Regions from separate parts of the Ovis aries genome. Here region 2 is linked to region 1. A link is a contact called in public Hi-C data. All regions are on one chromosome and are shown on one strand. The core of a region is the stretch at or near the end of the contact, and the rest is flanking DNA. Distances in the headings are between cores, read along the strand shown. Region 1 overlaps SHE (Src homology 2 domain containing E). Region 2 overlaps TDRD10 (tudor domain containing 10).

The links. A called contact is a pair of places that touch in the nucleus more often than the background predicts.
Region 2: a Hi-C map of liver shows a contact between it and region 1, with 4 times the contacts expected there. The contact joins two enhancer-like sites. A contact is called at or near these places in 14 of 16 Hi-C or Micro-C datasets (blood, hypothalamus, liver and 6 more).

The regions. Positions count from the first base shown.
Region 1 is chr1:104,717,167-104,722,546 of ARS-UI_Ramb_v3.0, forward strand. It overlaps SHE (Src homology 2 domain containing E), which reads right to left. Exons shown (of 6, transcript XM_027975667.3): 3 at 2,084-2,413; 4 at 56-212. Among named protein-coding and RNA genes, the nearest start is that of SHE, 13 kb to the right of the region's middle. Within about 2 kb of position 2,250, at least 4 of the 54 cell types and tissues checked have an H3K27ac peak or open chromatin away from gene starts, as enhancers often do. A contact at or near this core is called in liver, where this site is marked.
Region 2 is chr1:104,780,576-104,785,955 of ARS-UI_Ramb_v3.0, forward strand. TDRD10 (tudor domain containing 10) reads left to right here. Exons shown (of 11, transcript XM_060414774.1): 10 at 3,759-3,829; 11 at 4,028-4,830. The coding sequence ends at 4,060. Among named protein-coding and RNA genes, the nearest start is that of UBE2Q1, 12 kb to the right of the region's middle. Within about 2 kb of position 2,911, at least 24 of the 54 cell types and tissues checked have an H3K27ac peak or open chromatin away from gene starts, as enhancers often do. A contact at or near this core is called in liver, where this site is marked.

The DNA of each region.
Region 1 (5,380 bases), core at 1,000-3,499:
CTCTCAACAAGCTGCCAGCCACCTTGTGTCACGCGTGTCTGGGGAGGAGACTCACGGCTGCTTCTCCAGCGGCAGGGCTGGGTCCACTCGCTCCCCCTCACTGTGGTCGGTCAGGGCTGGCTTCAAGATCTTCTGGGTCCAGCTCTTCTGCCGGTGGTGCTGCCTCACTGCCTCCTCCTTGACAGAAGGCCGCTCAGAGCCCTCAAACTGAACTGGAAGGAAGGCTCCATTTAACATCAGAGGCCACTGAGATGACCTACGTACACCTCAAAGAAAAGAACCTGTCTGGCTCATCTTAGGAAAGCAACTTTCCTCCTTCTTTAATCTGAGCTAAAATGTACTACAAAGGCCCTGGGGTAGCTGAGCTCCTGCTGTCTTTGATATCAGATCATACTGCTAGCATCCACACGTACCCACTTTTACCTCAAGATGTTCATTAACAGAGAATGGTTTTAGAACATGAGGAGAAACCACTTCAGTATATTTCAGAACGTACTTTCAAAAACACTGGTCCTTTTGGTATATTTAGAATAGAAGACTAAACAGAGTCTCAGGTAATGACTCCTTCCAAGAGTGTGTGTCGTTCTATGAAACCAAATGAAGTTTTCACTATGAAATAATAGAGAGAAAAATCAGCTGAGAAATAGAAACTACTAACAGTGTCTGAACAATGCTATGACATCTAGGTTGGATAGAAGATAAAGAGAGAAAATGAGTAGCATTTAGCACAGAAGTTGGTAATCAGTAGGGATTTGTGGAAAATAACTCTAAAATAAAACAAAACCAAAACCAAAAAATAAATAAAGAAAAATAAAACAAAAACTGACTTGAGGGTGGGGAGGGAAGGACTGGGAGCCTGGGATTAGCATATTCAAACTAGTATATATAGGATGGTAAACAACAGGTTCTATTAAACAGCACAGGGAACTGTATTCAATATACTGTGGTAAACCATTATGGGAAAGAATACAAAAAAGAATATATGTATGTATAACTGAGTCACTTTGCTGTATATACGGCAGAAATTAACACAACACTAAATCAACTATACTTGAATAAAATTATTTTAAAAATTAATGCACACAAAAAGAAAACCTGATTCATATATGTGTGTGCGTGCACACCCACGCTCAGTCAGGTCTGACTCTTTGGGACCCCACGGACTAGCCTGCCAGGCTCCTCTGTCCATGGGATTTTCCAGGCAAGAATATTGGAGTGGGTTGCCATTTCCTGCTCTAGGGGATCTTCCCTAGTCCAGGGATTGAAACCACATCTCTTGAGTCTCCTGTAACTGGCAGGCGGGTTCTTTACCAGCTGAGCCCCAGGGAAAGCCCAACCGGACTCAAATGTTTGCTATCAAACAAATTACCTTTTCCACTCACCCTTTACATTGATGACAATTTTAATCAAAAGCACAGCTTTACTGTTAGAGGGAAAAGATATCCCGAACTTTTACAAAGGCAAAAGAAATTAGGTGGCCAGGTAAGTAGAAAAACTATGTCTTGGGAGAACCAGGAGGGAGATTGACCTTTAATATCTATTGACAATCTACTCATCCTCTTAAGTTATTAAAAACAGTTCACAGCTGAAGAATTGGTTCCTTTAGGAGGATTTTCGACAGGAAAAAAAAAAAGCTAGCTTCCTCCTGCTTTCCAACCACCTCTCCTATAGTCCACTTGATCCACTACTGCCATCTTATTATAAACAGAAATGTGAACAGGCTGGAGGAACAGCACCAAGAGTTAGAAGCTGCTCTCAATGTGACAGCTTTTAGTGGTGATTAGATAAGGTTTTTCCCGTAGTGATTTGAGGCATTTCCCAAACAGTTGCACACTGCAAGGATAAAGGGAAATGAAGATGCCCAGAAAGACAGAGGACCCCTTGCAACATTAAGGGGTCTTCTTCAGTCCTGTCCTTTCAACCATAGCCTAATTTTTATTTCGCCACGTCATCAAATTTCTTGGAAAAAGAAACTCGCAGTCGAGGAACACAAAGAAAAGCGCCTTGGCTGAACGGGCGGGCGGGGGTTTTCCAGCAGGGAAGCTGAAAGAAGGCAGGAGCGGGACACGGACCCAGCCCTCACCCGATAGCGCCCGCACGATCTGCTCCTTCTTCCACTCCCAAGGCTGCTCGTACTCGGCCGCGGGCCTCTCGTCGTCCTGGGGCAGCCGTCCGTGGCTGTCCGGGGGCAACCTCGCCTTCCGCTCCGGCCCCTCGGCGGCGAACGCGCCCGCCTCGGCCGCCGGCTCATAGGGCGTGTCGTAGAGCTGCGGCGGCTTCCCCAGCAGCTCCTTGGAGCTTCGGCGCTTCGCCAGCGCCTCGGGCTTCGGGCCGTTCTCTCCAGGCTCGCACGGGCTGTCGAGCAGCTGAAGCGCCTTCACCAGGGGGTCTTTGGAACCTCGTCGTCTGATTTCTGAAAAACACATACCGCACAGAATACTTCTGAAGAAAATGTACCGTGGAAGCCCGGTGATGCACCGAATCACCGCTTCTCTTCCAACCAGACCGGTCCGTCAGGTTGGAAGTGTCGAGGACACCTGGATTGTTGCTGACCGCGGGGTGGGGGTGGGGAGGGCCCTACAACTTCCCGCCAGTCCCCTGAGCCAGATGCGGGATCAGTCCCCTGAGCCAGATGCGGGATCAGTCCCCTGAGCCAGATGCGGGATCAGTCCCCCGAGCCAGATGCCGGATCAAGTCCAGGCGTTAGGGAATCACAACGGAAGGCAGGCCTGCCTCTGGGGCCGTGTGCCTGGAGAGAAGAGAAGGGGCCTCAGGGGACCTGCTCCATAGTTCCTGGTCCCCCTGTCTCCATCTTTGAGTATGGGTCATCTTCAAAGGAAGATGTTAGGAAGCTGAGCAAAGTATTTTAATAAAAATTGAGTGTCTACTATATTCAAGCACTGGGCCACATCCATTGAGGGAAGATATTTAGGTTCATTAGACAGAGTTCTTGACTTCAAGGTGGTTTCGACCTAGTGATGCGTTTACAAATAATACTTAACAGGCTAACAAGACAGAATGTTGTTGGTTCAGTCACTAAGGCATATCTGACTCTTTGAGACCCCATGGACTGCAGCATGCCAGGCTTCCCTGTCCTTCACTATCTCCCGGAATATGTAAAAGAGTTGTTAGGGGGAAAAACAATATCTCAAGAGCTAACATTTAGCAATAGTGTACCATGCATTACATATTTTTTTCTAAGTGCATTGTAATTTTCACCACTGCCCTATGAGGTGGACACTATTAGTTCCCCATATAACAGGACAAAACTGAAGCAGAAAGAGTTTAAGGAAATTGCTCAAGACGGCAAGTGCAAAGCCTGGATTCAAAGGCAGGAAGTTGGGCTCTAGAAGCCATACTCTTAGCCACTACTCTTGGATTGATTCCAAGTGGAAGAGAAAAATGGAAGATGCATTGACTTTGATGGAGGAGGTCTTTTCCAGTGGAGGAAGCTGCCTGAGTGAAGATACGGAGGTGGGAACGAGAAAGGGCTTGTTCCCATCACAGGGAATCGAGAGAGAAGTTCAAAGGACAGAAGACCAGGAGAGGAGAGGTGGTATGGGAGAGGAAGCTGGAAAAGGCAGGGCAGGCACCAAAGTGGAGAAATTTTAAAAGCCAGAATTAGAAAGTTTCGATTGTTCTGTATACAGTAGTGAACCACTACAAGTTTTTAAACAGGTAGTAACAATTATTATATAATTATATAATTGTATATAATTAACTATATAAATAACTCTCTCTCTCTCTCTATATATATATATCTTTTTTTTTTTTTTTTTTTTTGCTGGAAGAGAACTCCAACACAGTGCACAAGATAGAATAAAGGTATGCTCTGAATGGAAGCCTAGAAATAAATGCAAATATCTGATGCAAATCCTCTATCCACCCGATAACCAGCCAGCGAGCCCCAGTGGGAAAGCAGCAGCAGAGTCTGGGGACTGAGTGGCTCAGGGCCCAGAGGCATCATGTGTTGTTTAGTTGCTCAGCTGTGTCCGAATGAATCTGCAGCCCCATGTACTGAAGCCTGCCAGGCTCCTCTGTCCATGGAATTTTCCAGGCAAGAATACTGGAGTGGGTTGCCATTTCCTCCTCCAGGGGATCTTCCCAACCCAGGGATCAAACCCACGTTATGTCTCCTGGATTGGCAGGCGATTCTTTACCACCAGCGCTACCATAGGTCAACTCAAGCATTGTGCTGTGGTTTCCTCTAAATGCCCACGAGGAAGCCTTTAGTCTGTCTACCTGGTCACAGTGAAGAGGACCTTTTTAAACACAAACATCGCATCACTTGCCATCCCATAGGCTCTCAACGGTCCACTTACAAAGTGCTAACTGCTCAGCATGGCACAGACACTTCTGTAGTCAGATCACTGCCTACTTCCCTCTCTGATTTCATCTCTCAACAGCACCCTCTCCCCCCTGAAATCCAATTCTTTGTTCCAACCAAACAGAACTTCTTAAGTTCCCTGCACACTGCAGTTTTATGCCCACGGCGTGCTGATGATCTTCTAATCCTCTGGAGTCTGGCCTAGCATCTCCTCTCTCCGACTGACCTTCTCCAATGCCCCAACTTCCCCCCGGGTGGTACTGCTTCATCAGTTCACTCTCACCTTGTACTTCTCTCAGTGTGTGGATTTATTTGTCCATGTGTCTGAACTTCCAATTTGGTGGAGACTGCCAGGCCAGGGACCCCCCATGTCTCGTTTGACTTTGTAGGAAACACCTGTGCTAAATAATCGTTGGATGATGGATGGGAGGAGGGAGCGAGGGGAAGGAGCTCTAGAACTTCTCTGGGCAGGTGACAACATACATCTGGAGCTCAGCAGAGAGATGAAGGTCAGGGGTACATGTCAAGGAGTTACTCACCCATGGATCATGGTTGGTAAGAATGAAAGCAATCATCAGAGAAAAGGAGGCCGATTAGAAAGGAAAGGGGATCAAAAGCAGAATCTGGGACTTCAGTTAAGGCTGGATAAAGCAAGTGTCACCAAAAAAGGCTGAGGAGGAATGGTCAGGTAAGGAAGAAGAGAATCAGGAGACTCACAACGCCACAGAAACAAGGCAAAGTGAAACTTTCTACAAGTAACCGAAAATGGGCATGGTGACGGAGAAGAGCCACTGACTGCATCAGACTTCTATAACAAGGAAAGGATGGTAAATGAAATACCCCAGGGGAAAGCTATTAAAATCAGGACATTGATTCAAAGGGGCAAAATTTACTTGTAGGATGGGATTATAACTCTGCTGGATCCTATAAAACTGCAGGTCTGGTGCACAGAATCACCTGGGGGAGCTTTAATGAAGACTCAGGCCTGGGTCCCATCAACACAGGTCCTGATTAACTGAGCTGGGGGGCCTTCCCTGGTGGCTTGGTGGTAAA
Region 2 (5,380 bases), core at 1,661-4,160, 64 kb after region 1:
GCTCAGTCATTTCAGTCGTGTCTGACTCTTTGAGACCCTGTGGACTGCAGCCTGCCAGGCTCCTCTGTCCATGGGATTCTCCAGGCAAGAGTGCCAGAGTGTATTGCCATGGCCTCCTCCAAGGGATCTCCCTGACCCCAGGGTGAAATCTGTACCTGCCTGTGTCTCCCGCATTGCAAGCGGGCTCTTTACCCACTGAGCCACCTGGGAACCCCCATAATTCCTTGTGCTGTATTTTAAATCCTTGTTGTTTACTTGTTTTACATATAATGATTCAGTTCAGTCACTCAGTCATGTCCGACTCTTTGCAAACCCATGAACACCAGCCTCCCTGTCCATCACCAACTCCTGGAGTCCACCCAAACTCATGTCCATTGAGTCGGTGATGCCATCCAACCACCTCATCCTCTGTCGTCCCCTTCTCCTCCTGCCCTCAATCTTTCCCAGCATCAGGGTCTTTTCAAATGAGTCAGCTCTTTGCATCAGGTGCGCTGTTAATTCCATACTCCTAATTCATCCTTTCCCCGCTGTTAATTCCATACTCCTAATTCATCCTTTCCCCACCCCATCGGTAACCAGAATTTTGTTTTCTGTGTCTCTAAATCTGTTTCTGTTTTGTAAATAAGTTCATTTGTATTACTTTTTAGACTCCACTTATAAATGATATCACGTAATATTTGGCTTTCTCTGTCTGACTTCACTTAATGTGATAATCTCTGGATCCATCCATGTTGCTGCAAATGGTGTTATTTCATTCTTTTTTTGTGGTTTCTTTGTCCATTCATCTGTTGATGGACATTTAGGTTGCTTTCATGTCTTGGCTATTATAAATACTGCTGCTGTGAACATTAGGGTGCATGTATCTTTTATTTATTTGGCTGTGCCGGGTCTCAGTTGCGGCTTGCGGGATCTTTTCAGATGCAGCAATGAACTCTTAGTAGCAGCATGCAGGATCTAGTTCCCTGACCAAGAATCAAACCTGGGCCCCTGGCATTGGGAGTGTGATGTCTTAGCCCCTAAACCCCCAGGGAAGTCTCTGGGGCACGTGTATTGTTTTGAGTTGGGAGTTTTCGTTTTTTCTGGATCTATGCCCAGGAGTAGGATTGCTGGATCGTATGGCAACTCTATTTTTAGTTTTTTAAGGAACCTCCATACTTCCCAGGTGACTCTGTGGTGCAGAATCCGTCTGCCAAGGCAGCAGACACAAGTTCGATCTCTGGGTGGGGAAGATCCCCTGGAGAAGGAAATGGCAACCTATTCCAGTGTTCTTGCCTGGGAAAATCCCGTGGACAGAGGAGTCTGGCAGGCTACAGTCCAAGGGGCTGCAAAAGAGTCGGACAGGATCTAACAACTAAACAACAGCAACAAATACTGTTCTCCATAGTGGCTGCACCAATTTATATTCCCACCAACAGTGCAGGAGGGTTACTTTTTCTCCACACCCTCTCCAGCATTTGTTGTTTGTGAACTTGGTGAAGACGGCCATTCTGACTGGTGTGAGGTGATAGCTCATTGTGGTTTTGATTCGCATTTCTCTGAGAATTAGCTATGTTGAGCATCTTTTCATGTGCTGTTGGCCACGTCTGTGTCTTCTTTGGAGAAGTGTCTATTCAGGTCTAATGCCCATTTAAAGAATAATTCTGTTTGTTCGGTTGTTTTGGCTGTGCTGAGTCTTTGTTGCTGTGCCAGCTTTCTCTAGTTGCGGCAGGTGGGGGCTACCCAGCTGCGCGCATGCTTCGCGCTGCGGTGGCTTCTCTTGCTGTGGAGCGCAGGCCCTAGGGCGCATGGTGCTCAGTAGTTGCAGCACGTGGGTGCAGTGGTTGCGATTCCCTGGGCTCTAGAGCACCGGCTCAGTAGTTGTGCATGAGCTTAGTTGCTCTGCTGCTGCTGCTGCTAAGTCGCTTCAGTCGTGTCCGACTCTGTGCGACCCCATGGATGGCAGCCCACCAGGCTCCCCCGTCCCTGGGATTCTCCAGGCAAGAACACTGGAGTGGGTTGCCATTTCCTTCTCCAATGCATGAAAGTGAAAAGTGAAAGTGAAGTCGCTCAGTCGTGTCTGACTAGTAGCGACCCCATGGACTGCAGCCTACCAGGCTCCTCGGTCCATGGGATTTTCCAGGCAAGAGTACTGGAGTGGGGTGCCATTGCCTTCTCTGAGTTGCTCTGCAGCAGGTGGGGTCTTCCTGGACCAGGGATGGAAACCGTGTCTCCTGCATTGGCAGGCAGATTCTTTACCACCGAGCCACCAGGGAAGCCCCTGATGCTCATTTTTTATTGGGTTGTTTGTTTTTTTGATGTTAAACTGTATGAACTGTTTGTATATTTTTGAAATTAACTCCTTGTTGGTTGCATCATTTGCCAGTATTTTCTCCAAGTCTGTCCGTTGTCTTTTTGTTTGATGGTTTCTTTTGCTGTGGAGAAGCTTTTAAATTTGATTAGGTTCCACTGGTTTATTTTTGCTTTTATTTCTCTTGCCTTGCGAGACTGATTTAAGACAATATTGCTGTGATTTTTGTCAGAGAATGTTTTGTGTTCTCTTCTAGGAGTTTTATGGTGTCATGTCTATGCTTAAGTCTTTAAACCATTTTGAGTTTATTTTTGTACATGATGTGAGGGGTTGTTACTTTAGATCTGGACACCTGTGGGGCCTCAGTTCTGCAACCTTGAAATGGCGAGGCCACTTCTTTGCTCTGGCTCTTCTCAAGACTGGGGTTTAAGTGAGATGTGAAAGGGTGAAAGAGTGCTTTAAGGGGCTGAGGAGAAGTGGATGTAAAGAAACACACACACACACAAACCAGGATGGAAAAGCGCTTCCTCAAAGTGCAGAGCCAAGCCTCCCTGCTACGCTTATGGGCTTGTGCCCAGTGGTGAGGGGGCACCACCCAGAGGTCGTCTTGGGTCATTGCATGAAGAGGCTCAGCTTGGGGACTCACGCAGCAGACAGGGCTGGGGAGTGTCTTGTAGGCCGGACCTGACTGCTTGGGTGTTGGAGGGTAGCCCAGAGTAAGGAGCCCCCTGCCCTCTAAGAGCAGCTCCAAGCCTGTCAGAAGGGCCAAAGTGTACAGCCCAGATGGGGGGTTGCTCAGCTCTCATGTGGAGTATGGTCCTGAGGCCGGGTGGGCAGGTGTACAATTATATGGATGGGGAAAGTAAGGCTCAGAAAAATGAAAGGGACTTCTTCATGTTTCATAGTAAGAAAACGGCCTGGGTGAGGGTAGCACTGAGGTCTCCCCTTGATATGAGCCAGTTGCATGCATACAGACAGTCCCAGAGTGTGGGGGTGGGAATGGCAGGAGCTGATTAAGGGCAGACTGGATAAAGGCGAGTGTCTGACCAGCGCCCTGCCCTGCCTTGTCCCAGCAGGTAGGAATGCTCACTCGTCGTGGTATAAAGGCTGTCTGTCTTTTAACTTCCATTTCACCAGCCAAAACTCAGAGCAGAGTTGAGTAAACCGTTTTCTGTCCCCAGAATTTCCATTAGGAAATGTGCAATCTCAGATACCCGTAATCATTTTAACAAGTATAATGCTTCCTTTTATGTGCTCTCACTTTGCCCTCCCCCTCTCCTCCCTCTTCAGTGCTGATTATCTCACGTTATCCTGGCAGCTGGGAGTGAGCTCTGACTAGCAGAGACTTGTCCGCAGGAGCTGGTCTGCAGCCAGAACCCTTTCCTGCAGCCCCAGCCTCTCGCTTCCCTCCCTTGCTCCTCCTGCCGGACCAACAAATACCAAGGTTTTGTTCTTGTATTTTGTTTTGCAGGTATTTTGAGTTCAAATCAGGTTATTCATCGCATCCTCAAAGGGAAAATCACTGGTGCTTTGAACTTGGAGGTAACTGCCCTGTGTCTCCTGTTCCTTCCCTCCCACCCCAGGGTCTCAGCTGCAGCCACCCCCCGGCCTCGGCCTGGGTGCTGCATATTTACCTGTCATTCCTGTAGAGGAAGCAAACTGAAGTTGTCCAGGGGTGGGGTGGACTGCCTGGGGGGGCCGGTCCTTCCTTCCCACTCAGATTTTATCTTTCTCTTCCAGTCACACATCCTGAAGTTTGAAGAGTTTAAGTGACGTGGCTGCGATCAGCATGCTCCCTCTCCTGTCTGGATTCTGCCCTCCTGCCCTTTCCCTCTTGAGGCCTTGGGGGTGCCCAGGACTGATTGGATCCCCCTTTGCCTTCCCCCAGCTTACTTCTCAGTGTGTCTTCACCATGAACATTTGAACCAAACAGGGAAGCTTCCATGAGGTTGAAAGTCTGATGTAGCCAGTGTATTTTTTCCCTTTTTTTTTTTTGTAACCCCAGAGCATGATATAAGTTGCCCTGACAGATTCTGGAGAATGGAGGGGCCCACTGCTTAACTTTCCTTGGCATTCCAGCGTAGAATCAGGTAGGGGGCATCTGAACACTGACCTGTCGGCTTGGTGAATAAGCGTCAGCATACTTCACATTTGGGGTGACTGATTCCTATCTAGCCACCCCCCCAGTTCTGCCCTCTAAAGCTGAAGCCACAGGCTGGGAGCTGCCGTGTGCCGGCTATTCAAACCCTGTGTGGGACATAGATGTACACTCGTGCAAGATAAGGTTTGTTTCTTTTCTTCGCCCTCTTGGTAGACAGAACACTGGTTCCAGATGATGTGGCCTTTTTTTTTTTCCCCTTAACCATGTAACTTCATTAGGAGCCTAACGTAAGGTCATAGAAAGGACTGCTAGGTTTGATAAGATTTTCTTGGAGAGTTGGTGTTTATATAGCTACAGCGCACAGGAGCTGGTGCTTCCCTTTACGTCAGGTGAACGTGACCCCCCCATTCTTTCTTTAAATAATAATTTGATTAGAGCCAAACTATTTAAATAATTTTATTTGTTCCATCCTTTGGTAGATGAGAAAAATACATTACAAAATACATTGTACAGAGGACAGCTCACAGCACACATTACTAAAAACACAACCTATAGTACGTTCCAGCCAGGGCTGGTGATAAGTCCAGAAAAAAGGCAGAGGCCTTGAGAACTAGATCTCAGCTCCATGAAATGAGTTTCCCTGTGGGTGCCTGCCCTCTTTACCTCCACCTCAGCATAAATGAGCACCCTGTACCAGGTGGGTGTGGGAGGGTTAGAGCAGCGTTGAGTGGTTCCGGTGAACTCTGCATCCACCTGAAGCAGCAAAACATCAAAATCCCTTAATTGGGGGCGGGGGGAGTGACCAAAGTTAAAATAGTTGTGTCAAAGCATACAGAACTCTGGCATCCTAGAGGTTTCAGATGGCTGTGCTGTTTAAGCTAAGACACATCCTCATCCTCACTTGGCCATCCCTGGCCTCTGGCATTTCACCATCCAGTCTGTAGGCAGGTTCTGGAGGCCGTCTCTGCCCCTGAGCAAGCTCGCTGACCAGG